2 separate regions of the Anser cygnoides genome follow, and region 1 is linked to region 2. A link is a contact called in public Hi-C data. All regions are on one chromosome and are shown on one strand. Each heading gives the region's core, a stretch centred on a gene start, on an enhancer-like site or on the middle of the called end of the contact. The rest is flanking DNA. Distances are from core to core; before and after follow the strand shown. Region 1 holds the start of CLDN1 (claudin 1). Region 2 holds the start of CCDC50 (coiled-coil domain containing 50).

What was found. A called contact is a pair of places that touch in the nucleus more often than the background predicts.
Region 1: a contact with region 2 is called in a Hi-C map of liver, with 2.1 times the contacts expected there. The contact joins the promoter of CLDN1 here to the promoter of CCDC50 in region 2. A contact is called at or near these places in 2 of 7 Hi-C or Micro-C datasets (both in liver).

The regions. Positions count from the first base shown.
Region 1 is chr9:15,426,211-15,433,308 of Taihu_goose_T2T_genome, forward strand. CLDN1 (claudin 1) reads left to right here and starts at 3,807. Exons shown (of 4, transcript XM_013199194.3): 1 at 3,807-4,131. The coding sequence starts at 3,909.
Region 2 is chr9:15,156,359-15,163,953 of Taihu_goose_T2T_genome, forward strand. CCDC50 (coiled-coil domain containing 50) reads right to left here and starts at 6,101. Exons shown (of 12, transcript XM_048076682.2): 1 at 5,926-6,101. The coding sequence starts at 5,974.

The sequences.
Region 1 (7,098 bases), core at 2,557-5,056, 270 kb after region 2:
AGAGAGAAGAACAAGCAGCCTGCAGACATACAGCAAAGTATGCTGGAGGTTTTTCTAAGCAATGTGAACCTAAGCTAAATGCATGTGGTCCCACCAGTCTGTCCTTTTTCCCAAGAAACTCGGGGACAACTAATGAAACAGCAAGTTAGGATTAAAAATAAACAAAGTGTTGTACTTTCCTGTGAAACACAGAGTTAATCTGTGAAACCCCTTGCTGCAGGATGCTGTAGAGGCCAGAAATTTCAAAAATTAAACAGCCAAATTTATAGAGAAAAAAATCCAGTGAGCACAGCTAAAATTAAAAGTAACAGCAATGGCTCAGGATGCATTCAGACGTGGATCAAGGTGGGCTGCAGCACATATTGGAGAAGGATCACTATGCGCTTGTGCTGTTCCCTCGCCCTGCCACTGGCTGTCACCAGACACAGCGGGCTGGTTGATGTTTGATTCCCACTTTCTGATCCAGATGTGGAGTTCATGTCTTTGCTCTGAAACCTGGTCCGTGCAGCTGTGTCTGCTCTGCACACCTGCAAGTCCTTCCCCGAGAAATATCTCACAGAAAAGGAAACCAGGCTTCTCACCTGCAAGTCCTGGCAAGCGTTAAACCTTGTTTTTGCCAGAAGAGGAAATGGGTATCATTAACTACCCACAGAGCACAAATCTCTGCTGAGCATGAATGTGAGGCTGCTCCTCTGCCTGACACCACCCAAGGGAACAAAACATGACCACGGCGTTAAGCATTTGCTCAGCACAGAACAACACAGCATGTATGTAGCAGGAGGAAAATCTCTATGAACAATTAGAGCAGTCTGTCTACTTGCAGACTAAAACTTTGCAGTCGGATCTTGGTAACTATCTATATACATGTACTTTAGCATCTTCGCACTTGATGCTGCTTTTGTAAAGAAGGAAGAATGAAGACTCACCTGTTTATCTAAGAACAGATCAGTCACTAAAGACCGACAGTGCAGACCTCTTGCCTAGAGAATACAGAGGATATTGCAACATCTTGGATAAAACCAGGTATTTCAGCTGAGATTAAGGATGTGAAGGCATGGTATTTCCTTAGAAGCCAGGTAGAAAAAACTGGTGCTAGCATGTGAAAACTCTTAGGGACCTTCAGTGAAAAAAAATAATCCTAGGCAGAGGAGGAAAGACAGTGACTATTAAGTAAAGAGGATGTATATTTTGCCCATTGAACCACTGCAGAAAATCATTTGAAGAAAAGAAAGAAGATATTTCATGTCTTAAATTAAAGAAGGAAGGCCAGAAGAGAAGACCTGATGATTTTAGCAATGCTGTAAAATTCTCAGCAAATTCCAGAGTGCTGAGAACACTGATGAGTGATGAAGGGGGAAAGCACAGTTTCAGTGCTTTATCTTGATCTGTAAATTCCTTGTGATGTCCACAGAAAGAGTTGCTGGGTTTTGAAATCTTTCATGAAATGTGACTAAGAAGTATCAACTTCAGATTGACCCTGGAAAGCAAAATGTAAATCAGGAGGCCAAGAGCACATGGCTATACCCCAGTATGGCCTTACATCAGCTTTTTTCAACTTAACTCTCTCATGCATTCACCCAGTAGCACTGCTCAGTGCAATACCTGTTGGGGATGGAGGTGCAATGGGACCCCACACAGCCCCTCAGACACACACATCCAGGCAGCTGCAGGCTCTAACCCCACAGCCCCCCTCGCAGAGTAAGGCTGTCTTCAGTCTAAGTTCCACGGCCTTCTGGAAGGGGAAAAAACTGAGGACTCATGGTGCCCTACCGTACGTCCAAGCAGTCAGACTCATGCTACAGACAGGTTTGGCACAAATTGGCCCAAAAGTGCCATCAGGACACACACGGAGCCCAGCTTTTCCCAAGTACAGATTGCAGCCCTTCAAGGAGCCAGCAGCACGGTCAGAGTGCTACCTGACAAAGCCCATGTCTTTATGCACACTACATGCATCTCCTCAGGCCCACGCTTGATGTCCCTCCTGGTGCAAGTGCAGCCTGATTGTTGGCACCCAGGGATCCTCCTCTTGTGTTCCTATAAGCTCCAGTAGAAACTCCAAGTCCTTCCCCCACAGAACTTCCTACCAGCTGCTTGGAGCCTGTAGCCAAAGGTACTTAGCCTGCTAGAAGCATCTCGAACTTGTCCCCCTGTCCAGAGCTGCCCTCAGCTGCAGGAGTCAGCAGGGAGGTGGCAGGATGGTCAGGAGTGGGGTGAGTCAGTTCAGGGCTGTGAAGCACCTAGGAACAGTACACAGTCCTTTGCAGACAGACGTTATCAGGCTGATATGACTACCCAGACATCAATGATCAAATCCAGACACTTCTAACCCTGCTCTCCTCGGGTTAGCGTGGGTTTCTGCTGTGCCTCTTCATCAGGCAAGGGGCTGCTTCTCCCAGGGAGCAGCTCCAGGAGCCAGCACCTCCCTGGGTTTTCTGCTCCCTGTAGCAGGGTTTTGATGAACGTGCAGAGTGATGCAGCTACTTTGTTCCCTCTTCTTTGCCAAGGAAAACTTTGCTGTTTCCCTCTTCTTCACTCCCAAACCTACAAAACCGGGGCCCACAGAGACCCAGAAAAACACCATTCCTTCAGCTACAGAATCATAGCTGCCTAATTCCTTTGCGAGTGAAAAACGACAGGACTGGAAAAGTTTGCTACCGAGTAACAAGGCTCGATTTCATCACAGCAGTGCTGCTGCTGCGCAGAAGCCGGGGACCGTCAGCTGCAAGTGCTTTGAGAGCAAGCCAGCCTGGCTTTGTCCCTGCCCGGTGCGGTCAGATTGCAGTAGCTTTTCTCCCCTTTGACCCCCCCATCGTTGCGCAGTACTGGTCAGGTAATCACGAGCCTGTTTGTTTGTCTGTTTGCAAACCCCAGGAAGCAGCTCCAGCAAAATCTCCTAAGTCATCAGAACGCACTAAACCACGGTGTCAAAACAATACAACCCCATCCCCACCTCCAGCAGGACCTTTATCAGTAATTATCACCTGTTTATTTCACAGCCCCGAATTACAGCAGGTCCAGGCTGAACGGGCCCTCCATCCAGCCCAGGGTTACAGGCAGGCAGCACCACCCAGCCCCGCCATGTGCACCTCTCCAAAGGAGACACTATTTCCTCACCCCACCTGTTCTCAGTATTCAAATACTCATGTAGGAGAAAGGGAAACTATAGCAGCCAGACAAATACATGCTTGAGAAAGAGGACTCTCCTTCCTGGTCTGTAATCCCCTTGTTCAATAAACCTTTTTAAGTCACTGGGCTCACTGAGGCGTTCAAAAAGTGAAATTTCTGCTTTAGGAGAAACCCAGTAATGCCAAGAGGCACAGCACGTGGTCCCTACTGAAATGGCAGACCCCAGACTTTGGGTTGAGGGTCTCGGCAGCATTTGTACCCAGATGACAAGGGTTTGGTCAGTTGCCTCCTGGCAAGCCCTTTAAAATCAGAGAATTTCCAGTGCTTCCCCCTCAGCAGTCTATTCCCACACGTGCTCTGTGCCCAGTGGGAAATTCCCCCCACCTTTACATCACGTTGGCAGCACTGGGGTGGCGCGGGGACGGGACACGAGTGGGGTGAGCGGCACAGCCCACCTCCCCCTGCCCCATTCCCCACCGAAACCACCCGACTGCGGAGGGCACCGGAGGCGGCTTCACACCCCGGGGACCCCCAGCAGTAAGCGACGGGGACACCCACGAACACAACCAGCGCACCCCTGGGGGCTGGGGGGGGGGGTGGCCGAGGTGTCCCACGCCGGGCCGGGGCGGGGCCGCCAGGGGGCGCTTTTTGCGCGGCTTTAAAAGTTGCGCGGGGCGCTGCGCGGGTGCCAGTGCGCTGCGCGGAGCCGGCTGCGCTCTCCTGCGTGTCCCCCCCCCCCTCCGCTGTCACCCTCCGCAGGTGCGGAGCAGCCCCGCGTAGATATGGCCAGCGGGGGTCTGCAGCTCCTGGGCTTCGTGCTGGCTTTCCTGGGCTGGATCGGCATCATCATCAGCACCGCCATGCCCCAGTGGAAGATGGCATCCTACGCGGGGGACAACATCGTGACGGCCCAGGCGCTCTACGAGGGGCTGTGGATGTCGTGCGCCATGCAGAGCACGGGGCAGATCCAGTGCAAGGTGTACGACTCGCTGCTCAAGCTGGAGAGTAAGTCGGGGCGGGGGTACGGGGGCTGCCCGGCCGCGTCCCGTCGGGGTTTTGGCGTTTAGGAGCTGCGGGGTGCCCGTCCCGTCGGGGTCACCCCCTGTACCCCGATGACCCTCCGGTAGGGGATGAGGGTGCCGGTCCCATCGGGTCGTTCCTCCCGCCTTAAGCCCTGGCTGGTCTTGTCGGGGCTCGGGTTGAAGCGGTGGGACCGGGGGTGCCGGACCCGTTGGGTCCCCCCACCCTATGCCCGCCCCGTGGTGTGCCGTCGGGTTCGCCCCTCCGGCTCCTATTGCCGCCGGTGCTCGGCCGGGAGCTGGTCTCAAGGTGCCTCTGCCCTGTTGAAGCCCCCCCACATCCCCACCTGTCCATTGGGGGGGTGACGGTGGGGGCTGGGGGTGTCCCAGCCCGCCGGGAGACCCTTCCATCCACGCTGCCCTCCCCGTCGGGGCTCCGCAGCGCCCGGCACCGGGGGGTAGGCAGCACCTGGGCGGGGGAGCCGGGACCGTCCCGCAGCCCACCAAAAAAACTTCGGGAAAGTGTGTGTGGGGGGGTGGGTATCGGGTCCTCCACGCGTGTCTGGGGAAGCGCCGTGGTTGCAAGAGCTTTAGGAAGGCACTCTGGCAGGGGCTGTCTTTGTTCGGGTACGGCTCAGCAGCGAGCAAAGCTCGAGAAAACAGCGATGAAGTTGTCTATTCAGCACGGATCCTTTTTTTATTTCTTTTTTGTTTCTATTTTTTTTTTGTGTTTGACTGTTAGGTTTTGCTGCACTCTTGTACGGGATAATTTTGTTCTCTGGGAAAGCCACTTTTTCTCCTGTGACTTTTTTTTATTATTATTTGCTTTAAGCAAAGAGCTGGCAGGTGAGCTGGGTTCCAGCCCGGCAGATTTTAGGCAGGTTGGCCCATCCAGGTGATCGCAGGGGCTCTGCTCCCATCCGGAGGTGCCGAAGCAGGGCCAGCAGCCTGCTGTTGGGGCGGCACTTGGGGGTCCTCACTGAGCTGCCCCCATCTCGGCTGGCTCCAGGGCTCGCAGCGCTACAGCACTTGCTCAGACCTTAACTTACGCTGACACCCAAAGGGGTTAAAAAATAAGTCCTTTCCCAATCTCCCTCCCTTCATTCCCCGTCCAATAAGGACACACCAGTGAGGTCAGTGTGTCCTGGAACATCAGCCTTCTCCCTCCCTAATTAATAAAATAGTAATTATCAGCTTGGTCACCTTCTTTCCCAGAGGAACGAGCACGCAGTTTCGCATACGCCGCAGAGGGACCATTGGGAGTGTCCCCAAGGCCGATTGCCACCAGCCCTTGCCCAGTGTCGGAGCGGAGCTGGCCGCCCTGGCCCCACCTGCACTGCTATCCCACATCGGTCCCTCCCGTTCAGCCCCCGTGGGCCCTGCAGCAGCAGGTGGAGGTGCAAATTACTCCCTCGGGAGCACGGTGCACCCATTTCACACCGACAGGGTGCGGGGCTGCGGATAATCAGGGCTGGGCTGAGCACAGGCTCTGGGGTGGTGGAGCGGTAATTATGTGTAAGCTCAGCTTCCAGCCTTTTATCTCGCTCTGGGGGTGGGGGGCCAAGATGCCAGCAGGGCTGAGGAATCTCCAGCCACCCCCTGGATCAGTTGCGAAAGGTAAACTCGCCTGGGGGGCTGTGGCTGCAGCCCATTGTGCTGTAAATGAAACCTGCCTGTAGAACCAGACCCAAGCCTTGCCTGACTCCCGAAAACCTGCCCGAGGACCTCCAGACCTGCCCCATTGAGGGCTGAGTGCTGAACGGCAGCTGCTCCCTTCACCTTTGTTCTGCGGACAATGAAGGCTCCTCCAAGGCTACAGGGGAGGTGTGAGGTGCTGGGGACTGAGCCTGAGCTGTTAACGGCCTTTTATCCCCTTACAGAGCCCCTGGCCCTACGGGGGGGCTGAACATTCACATAAGAAATATGGAAGTAGCAGGGGATGCTTGCTTGCTTGGGAAAGTCGGCAAAAGTTTTAAAATACTCCTTTTGCTTTTGGCACCCCTGCTTTGGCAGGCTGTGCCCTTTCCACTTCAAGGCACTCGTGCCTCCTGACATACACCTTCTCTGTTTTCCCTGCCTGTCCTCCCCTCAAGGGTTTTGTGCAGCCACAAAGGATTGGGCAGTGACAGTAATGCTGTTTGGGCTGGAGGTATGACACCCCCCAGCTTTTACCCAATTCAGCAGCCGTGCCCTGGGACAGGTGTGCAGTAAGAGCTCCCTTACTGCTTTTGGTTTAGGTTGTGGTCGTACAGCTACGAGGGCAGGGAAACTTCTGGCTGGCTGTGCCTTTCTGCCAGGGCTTCACGTGCCCTAAGTGCCCCAAGCCAGGTGTCCAGAGCCTTGTGCACTGATGGGAGAGGTGCACACAGATCCTCCAACGATTTTATTTCCCTGTAAAAAAAGGCTGAGTCTCCTCACCTGCAGTAATTCATGGTCATGGGAACAGTAAAAAAAAAAAAAAATTTGCCAGTGAGCTCTTGGATACTTGTTAGCTATTGCCACTTCACTAGATACATCCATGTTGGCTTGGGCTGATGCTGCATGTCTGAGATGGGGTTGGCACAAGGTTGAGAGGCACCGTTAGCCACCTGAGGGGCCTTTGGCTCCATGTGTGGCCACGCTGCTGGAGTGCACCCATGCTGGCTCTTCTCCCACAGCTGCATTCAGCTGAGGGCTTATGTCAGGCCGGGACGTGCTCCTATTCAAGCTGTGTTTTGCTGGCTTGGGGGAAAAAAGCGTGGCCACATGCAGGCACAGAGGCACAAAAGCCACCCTTGCAACCAGGCTTTGTTGCCCAGCCTCAGCATTGTTCTTGCAGCCCTCCAGCATCGTCCATGGAGCTAGCTCAGCTTTGTGCTCCTCCAGGGTCTCGGGAATGGGACCAGCCAGGAGGGACAGGGGCTCCTGCTGTCTGTCTTTGGAAGTTCTCAGCACTGTCTGACCACTTATGTTC
Region 2 (7,595 bases), core at 4,851-7,350:
GAGGCAGAGCTGCCTGCTCCTCCTTGCAGGATCGGGGTGGCGGGGAGCATGGGCAGGGCCACGCACCCCCAGCCAAGCACCCAGCCCCTCAAGCACTGCGAATCACGTCAGGGGAGCCCAGCCTCTTCCCAACACCAACTTCCTTCGGAAACCTGGCGCCGGCTGAAAGGCCTGCAGGAGAGCAGAGCCCTGTGAATAGCGGCGCTCCCTGCGCGCCACGAGAACAGCCAACACCCTGGTGGCTTGGAAAAGTCCCAGGTCTCTCCTTGCTGTCCTCTGCTGCTTCACCCCAGCCCCACTGGAGAAGGCTACAGGAGACACTGATGAATTTAGGACCTAAATCCCCACTTCCACACCAGCACCCCGGAATAAAACCAGCTTCAGAACAGAGGGAAGCTCCTTCCCACCAGGATGCCCCAGGTAAGGTTTCCACGCCCGCAGCAGGCGCACCTGATAAGCTCAGACACCTCTGCAGAGCAAAAGCCATCCTGATGTGCACCAGGGTTTCCATCCAAGCCACCCTGACGTGTGCCCACACATTTGGGCACAGGCTTTCCACCCGAGCTGGTGAAGGCTGCCTCCAAGCCAGGGGTCAGCAGTGATGGTCCCTCTACAAGGGACATCTCGGGCTGCGGCACGCTCCAGCCTCTTGTCCTTTCTCGTTGTAAGTGGCCAAAGCTGGGTATGCTCGCTTCACAGTACCTTCAGGTGTTTCTCCTCTGCCACCACTGACTGAACATCACGTATTTAGCCCACATAAGTTTCCTCTGTAGCTCATTCCTTTGACCGCTGACTCGGTTCGGCAGAACGGCTGGTGAAAGTAAGACCCACGCACATGCACACACATGACCTCAGCATTTCGCTGCACGCAGTTTTTTAAAAAACCTCCTTTGAAAAGAGAAGTGAAGAAGAGTGAGTCACCTGCTAACCCACCTCGACTTTCTGTCCTGAACAGCACTCACCGCAGGCAGGGCTGCAAGGAGCGCGCAGACCAAACCCCACCAGCGCGGCCCTGAGTCGAAGAGATCAAGCCACTCTTACGGGGCTGGCAGAGCAGCGTGGTGGTGGCACTGTGGGCTAGCGTGCAATTAAAATAATCAGCGGTTCAGCTTCCAGAGCCTGACACAAACCACCCGGGTACAGGCAGAAGGGCTGTGCAGAGGTTCTGGGCAGGGTTTCACCCATACCTTTCTCCCCAGGGATGGTAATGCTTCTGACAAGTGCTGATGGCTTAAAATACAGGGCGCCCAGGGTGACTGAGTGGACTTTATGAGCACCAGGCCTCCTCTGCTGAATGCGAGGCTCACGATAGCCCTGCTAAAAGGATCTCCCAGCTGCAATATTGCGCCAAGGCCTTATAGCACTTATAGCGTTAACAAGCAGCACGGTGTCTTTTCACATACTAAGACAGAAATGGTGCAAAGGGCCCAATTTCTGTTTTTAAAAGGGAAATATGAACGAAACGCCAAGAGACTTCCCTGTGGCCCAAACCCATCCAGCACGGTAAGGAGAGCACAGAGCATCCCTGCGGGATGCCCTGCCTTCCCAGGCGGCAATGCCCAGCAAAGGGCCGCTAATGCACTGCAAGGCAGGGGCAGCAGAAAGGCAAACACCTTTATCGTCGTTTCAGAGGAAGACAAAAGGACAGGTCAGCAGCAAGCACGATGCCAGGAAGCGGAGTTAAAGTTCTGAAGTTTTACGGCGGTTTTGGCAGCAGCTCAGCCACCTCCCGCAGCCTTTCAGCCTTCAAACCGGCGCTCAGCAGCCGGCCAGCTGCACGCACGCTGGGAAGGGGACAAGGAAGCAGGGAGGGGACATGTCACCTCATCCATAAATCGCCACATTCACGCGAGCTGGGTATCTCTCAGCAAGAAGAAAAACAAGGCTAATTCCAGCAGAGCAGAGGCGTTTCACACAGCCCCAAGGGCATATCCCAGCGTTTCCCCGAGCAGGGTTTCCTCGCACAGGCCCATCGCAGGGCACAAGGGGCCCGTCCTGCCGTCTCTAATTCCGCCTGGCACACACAAGCCCTCTGACGTTGCTCAGGGCCACGGGAAATTAAAGATTAAACAGAGGCCCACGGTCACAGTAAACACAATGCTGTCTGCAAGGCACTGCTCAGGCAGCAGCAATGGGCGCCAGCCAACGTCCTAGTATTGTGAACTCCCTCTGCCTCCTGGCCACCTCCAGGAGTCGGGACAAAACAGGCTGTGCACCCTTTATTCCAGCCCCGAAACCTCTCTGCTTGTCAGTAACTACGGAAATATCTGTCTGCAGAAGGCATCAACTTGAGTTTGAAAGCTTTTTCCTGCCAAAGACTGCTTTTTGGGCAATCTTTTTGCCTTGGTACAATGCTCATGGCAGCTCACGGAGGACAGCGCGAGGATTTAAGGGCTGGGAGGAGGCAGACCTGCTCGCTCAGAGCTGAGTTCTGGAGCCACGAGCACGAAATGCTAATCCTGCCCATCTCCTCTGCCAAGCGCTGCAGACCCAGAACAACTGAATGCATAATAAAACTTTCACCCAGCTTTAACCAGAGGCAAAATGAGCACCACAGCCGCAGCTACTGAATTCATGCACACTGGAAAAACAGACCTCCTATTACTCAGAAGAGCTGGACATGAACCAATGACCTAGAAAGAAAATCTTGTGTCCACGTCCCATCAGCCTCCACCGCCCCGCTGCCCTCGAGCCATCCAGCTCGCCTGAATTTTTCAGAGCACTTCTCAGAGGAAGTCGCAAAGCAGAGAGCTGTGACACTGCACATCATGCTCCATGAAAAAAACATCAGCTGGAGCCAAAGGGCACGGTGCAGGTGGCTTCACGGCGACCTGGCTGACCGTCAGCCGCTCTCACAGTTGTCCCGCTGACACCAGCTGATGTTGAACCCTTCCTTCACACGAGCACGGCTGACAGCTCACCCCTCAACACCACCCTCTTGAAAAATCCCACAGTGGAATCCATCCCCACACACTCCTCGCCAGATACCGTGCCAGCCATCAAAGCTTTCTGAACCCACTTGCATTCTGACAGATATCGAGTTCCTTCCCTCCACCGTCGTGTAGCTGAGCGCACACACACCGCGAGCCCTGCCGTAAGCCGATAAGGTCGGCAGTCTGTCCCTGGAGGTACCCGTCCGTCTGTTGCTTCCAGCCAGCGGGCTTTTGTCGCAGGAGTCTCAGTGAAGGTCAGGTTAAGCTGCAGGGGTCAGAGGGAAGGTGCTGTGCCTGGGAGGAAGATGGATGCTTACAGCAAACTTTTATTCCGTGTCTGCTAAAGCCAGCTAGTCTGCCTGTCCCCGAGGCTGCCTTGCCAATAAGTCCAGCCTCTCCTGTTTCCCTGTGGCAGCAGCTGGAGGTGCATCTTCTGCTTCCACGTTTGGGAAACAACCAGCAGCATTTTAAAGTTCGGATCAGGAGCTTCAGGAAGTCAAATTAGACAATAAATACAAGAAGCCATAAGGTGAGCATTGCTGCTGTGCCTCTCGCAGCGCAGGTGGGGGTGACAATTCGCCTTTGTCAGGACTGGAGCTTAAGTGGCAGCAGTGTGGCTGGGTTGACTGTAATTACTGGCACAGGCACGCTGCCTTTACGCTTTTTTAATGCTATTAAAAATAAAATCAAATAAAAACTTAAGCCGCTGCAATTTTCTTCAGTTCCAAAGAGCCAGGTACTGCCCGACCAGAGAGATCTCTCCTGCCCTGCCCCCTGACTCTCTTCTGTCTCCTCAGCAGTGTCAGACCAGCACCGAGATCAGGAGCACCGGGGTTTTCCCTGCCACCACCAACCACACGGGTAAGGGACTGAGCCTCAGCCTCGGCTGCCAGGTGGTCCTTCCACAAAGCACTGTCACTGACCTCAGCCCTTTGGCAAAGGCAGACAGGACCACAGATGGACCCCCCGGGGAGGGACAGGTCTGCACAGCTCCAGAATTACCTCCCCGGAGCTTCTCACACAGGGGCAGGGACACCTCCAGGTGCTGGGGCAAGGCACGGTGCTGAGCTGGGCTGCAGAGCTCATTTAAAGCAGGCAGAGAAGCCCTGCCCAAGCTTCACTTCATCGGAGCATAGGAGAGGAAAGACAGAGAGCAAGCAGAGCTCAAGCCAGTTTCTTTTACTCGCTTTATAAGTAACTAATTAAAATAATATTTCCAGGATGCTTTTGTCCCTGAAAGGCTCGCAAATTAGACCTCCAGTTAAAAAAAAAAAAAAAAAAGATTGACACACAGACAGCTGAGCGATCCCCCGGGGAGGGTCAAAAGAGCACGCGCCAAAGCTGCCTTGTGAAAAGAGAAAATGTCACAGGCACTTGAGAAGCAAGTGGAAATGCTGGCAGAGATGCTCAGCCCACATATTGCAACCACCACCAAAACCTTCAGCAAACGTCTTACAAGAGCTTTACTGACCACAGCGGTCAGAACATGAACTCTGCATGCCTGGAAAAAGCGGCTTGGTAACAGCAGGCTGCAGCAACAAGCTCTAGCTTACTCTGGGAGAGTGTTTTGAGGTTATATCTTACAGCAGTAAACTCCTGCCCACTAAGCAAACTGGACTGGCTGAAGTAGTTTTCACCAGCAAAGCTCCATCGACGTCACGCTTTCAGCTAATATAAATGCCTTTAAAAATAAAAAAATAAAGGAAGTAAGCACAAGTAGTAAGCACCTAGCCACAGTCATCGGATTTTCCCTGCCATCCTTGCAGGGAAACGACCCCGCCTGCAGAGCAGCTTTGGAGCCCACAACAAAGGAGCAGGACGACACTGTCGTGCAGCCGTCCCAGCCACCCCCGACCAGGGAGGAAAGCTGGACGTGGACAGACAGACAGACAGACAGCCCTCCAAAAGGGGAGCAAGTGAAGAACAAAGTACTGGAACCACAACAACGCAGCAGCACCGTGCTCAGTTGTTAATGAATGACTAAGCTGACCTTTGCCCAACACAGAGAAAGGGGATGTCTTTCCCGAAGGATCAACAGTGATTTCTGTATCGGGAGCAATAAATATCCCCCCAGGTACGGAAGGCGATGCTTTTCTTTCCTGCTTGGTGTTAACGCTGGGCACGACAGCACCTAATGCAAAGCATAGCTCGGATTCAACACTTCGCACGACAAAAGCAAACGATATCTCTGAGCTATGAGCACGAAACCCGCCTGAGGCTTTGCACAACGCAGCTCGGGCCTCACCTACTTTGCCCTCAGAGCTGCTGGGGACAGCAGGTTAATCCAAGCGCTATCGCGTATCAACAGCTCCCGTAGCAGGGCGCTCCTGAAACGCCATCCACGCTGCCCAGAGGTGTGAATTCACAGGGACGGGCTGAACTTCACCCCATCGCCACGCTTTCGTTCAGCATCAGCCGCCCCGACCGAGCGCGGCGAGCTCCCGCAAGCTGCAACTCAACGTTATCCGCCCGCTGCGGAGGTTAATTTAACCGGGTTAATTTCCTCGAGTAACCACGCCGGGCAGGCTCTAAGGATGAGCCCCTGGCAGCACCGAAACGACCGAGTGCGATTTCTCTGATGACCATTAACAATTTCGCTGATGACCCAACGGGGCCAACGCTAAGCCCTAAAAGTTCAGCAGGCAGCCGTGGGGTTTTGTCCACAAGCACTACGGGACGCGAGGGGTCAGCTCCCTGCACTAACACACACCCCTTCAGCTCCCGACTAGCCAAGTAGCCAAATTCAGGCTTAATTAAAATAAAAAATAAAAAGAAATTAGGAATAAATACACGAGCAGCAAGGGAAACAAGTTGGGGAACACGGGCTGCATGCGCATGGGTTGCAGAGCCAACCCTAGCCCTGACGGAGGGCGGGCTGGGCGGCCGGGAAGGGGCTGCAGGTGCCCCCCGGTGCCCCCCCGGTGTCCTCGGTCCGTCCCCGGTCCCCCCCGGAGCTCCCCCCGGCGGCACGGCGGGCTCGCCCCCGCCCTACCTTCCTTGACGCCGGGCAGCTTGGACTGGTCGATGCCGATCCCGGCCATGCTGCCCGCTCCGCTCCGCTCCGCCGCTCGGTGCCGCTCCGCGCCGCGCCCCGCCGCACCAAGCCGCCAGCGGCGGGCTCCGGCGGCAGCGGCCGTACGGGGCGGCGGAGGGGACAGAAAGGGCCGGGCCGGGCCGGGCCGGGCCGGGGGACGGGGCGGGGCGGGCCGGGGGGGCGGGGGCTGCCGCTGCCGCCCCTCTGCCGCCCGCGGCCTCCCCCTGCCTGCTGCGGCCGGGACCGGCGGGCGGCTGCCTCAGCCTGTCCCTTTTCCTTTTTTTTTTTTAATTCCTTTTTTCCCCCCTTTTCCCCCTCCTTTTATCTTGTTTCCCCTTTTTTCCCCTTTCTTATTTATTTATTTATTTTTCCTTTCATTATGTCTTATTTACTTCTTTATTTCTCTTCTCCTTTATTTATCTTCTCCTTTATTTCTTTTCTTCTTTATTTCTAAGACCCCTTCTATTTCCAGTCCCCTGCCATGGGCAGGGACCCCTCCCCCCAGCCCAGGCTGCCCCCAGCCCCACCCAGCCTGGCCTCGGGCACCTCCAGGGATGGGGCAGCCACAGCTCCTCGGGGCAGCCTGGGCCAGGGCCTCACCGCCCTCTGAGGGAAGAATTTCATCCTAATGTCTGATCTAAACTTACCCACTTTTAGTTTAAAGCCATTCCCCTTTGTCCTGTCACTCCCCAACAAAGAGTCCCTCCCCAGCTCTCCTGTAGCCCCCTGTAGGTACGGGAAGGGACAAAACAAGCTGAAAGCCTGAGGCGTTCACATTCACATGGCACCTTCAATACATCACAGCCAACGCTTGGACCCTGCATTCACAAACACGATCTTTAAGCTCTCGAGCCCAGTGATCCTCAGTTTTCCTCCGTGCACACAGCTCTTTGCTTTGTCTCCTGTAATGGATTTGTACCATCTTATCTAAGGCCAAAGCCAGCCGCTCAAATTAGTCAAGATTCCTGCAGTTCCTGGTTTCCACTATACAAATTATGTGGCTCCTCGTGCCTTCTCCAGCTCCCTTAATCAAGCAAACATGCTTCTTCTTGTGAGACCCTGCTGGGTGACAGCAGCGGGGCTGTGAGCTGTACTAGGGCCTGAGGAAACTTCAGGCTGACACCGTGCGTGGTGCTGAGGTCTTGGTGCTGGAAGCGAGGGGAACATCTCCAGAGCTCAGAAGGGCTCTCAGAGCCCAGAAGGGCTGGATCAGCCCCCCGTGAGGGGCAGCACGAGTAAAACCAGCGAGCAGCATCTCTCAGCGCCATTCCCCAGCACGGGGCCCTGCACACAGCATTTTCTTTGCCTTTGTGACATTGAACTTCTCACATCTTAGCTTGATCTGGGGACACTCAGATGAAACCTCTGAGGCTGGAAGATGGCATGAATTACGTGAAGACTACAGAAGGTTTCAAAGACCTACAAAAACATGAGAATGACCACAGGGGGCCTAGAGATGAGAGAGAATTAAGCAGGATCCAGGAAATGTGAAGCTAATGTGAAGCTGATGTGAAGCTAGCACCGCGGCACAATGAAGTTTTATGCTCCCAAAGGGCTCCTAATTGTGGTGGATCTCAGATCACCCTCCCGGCTCTCACTTGTGTCTAAAAGCTGCCGCCACCAGGCAA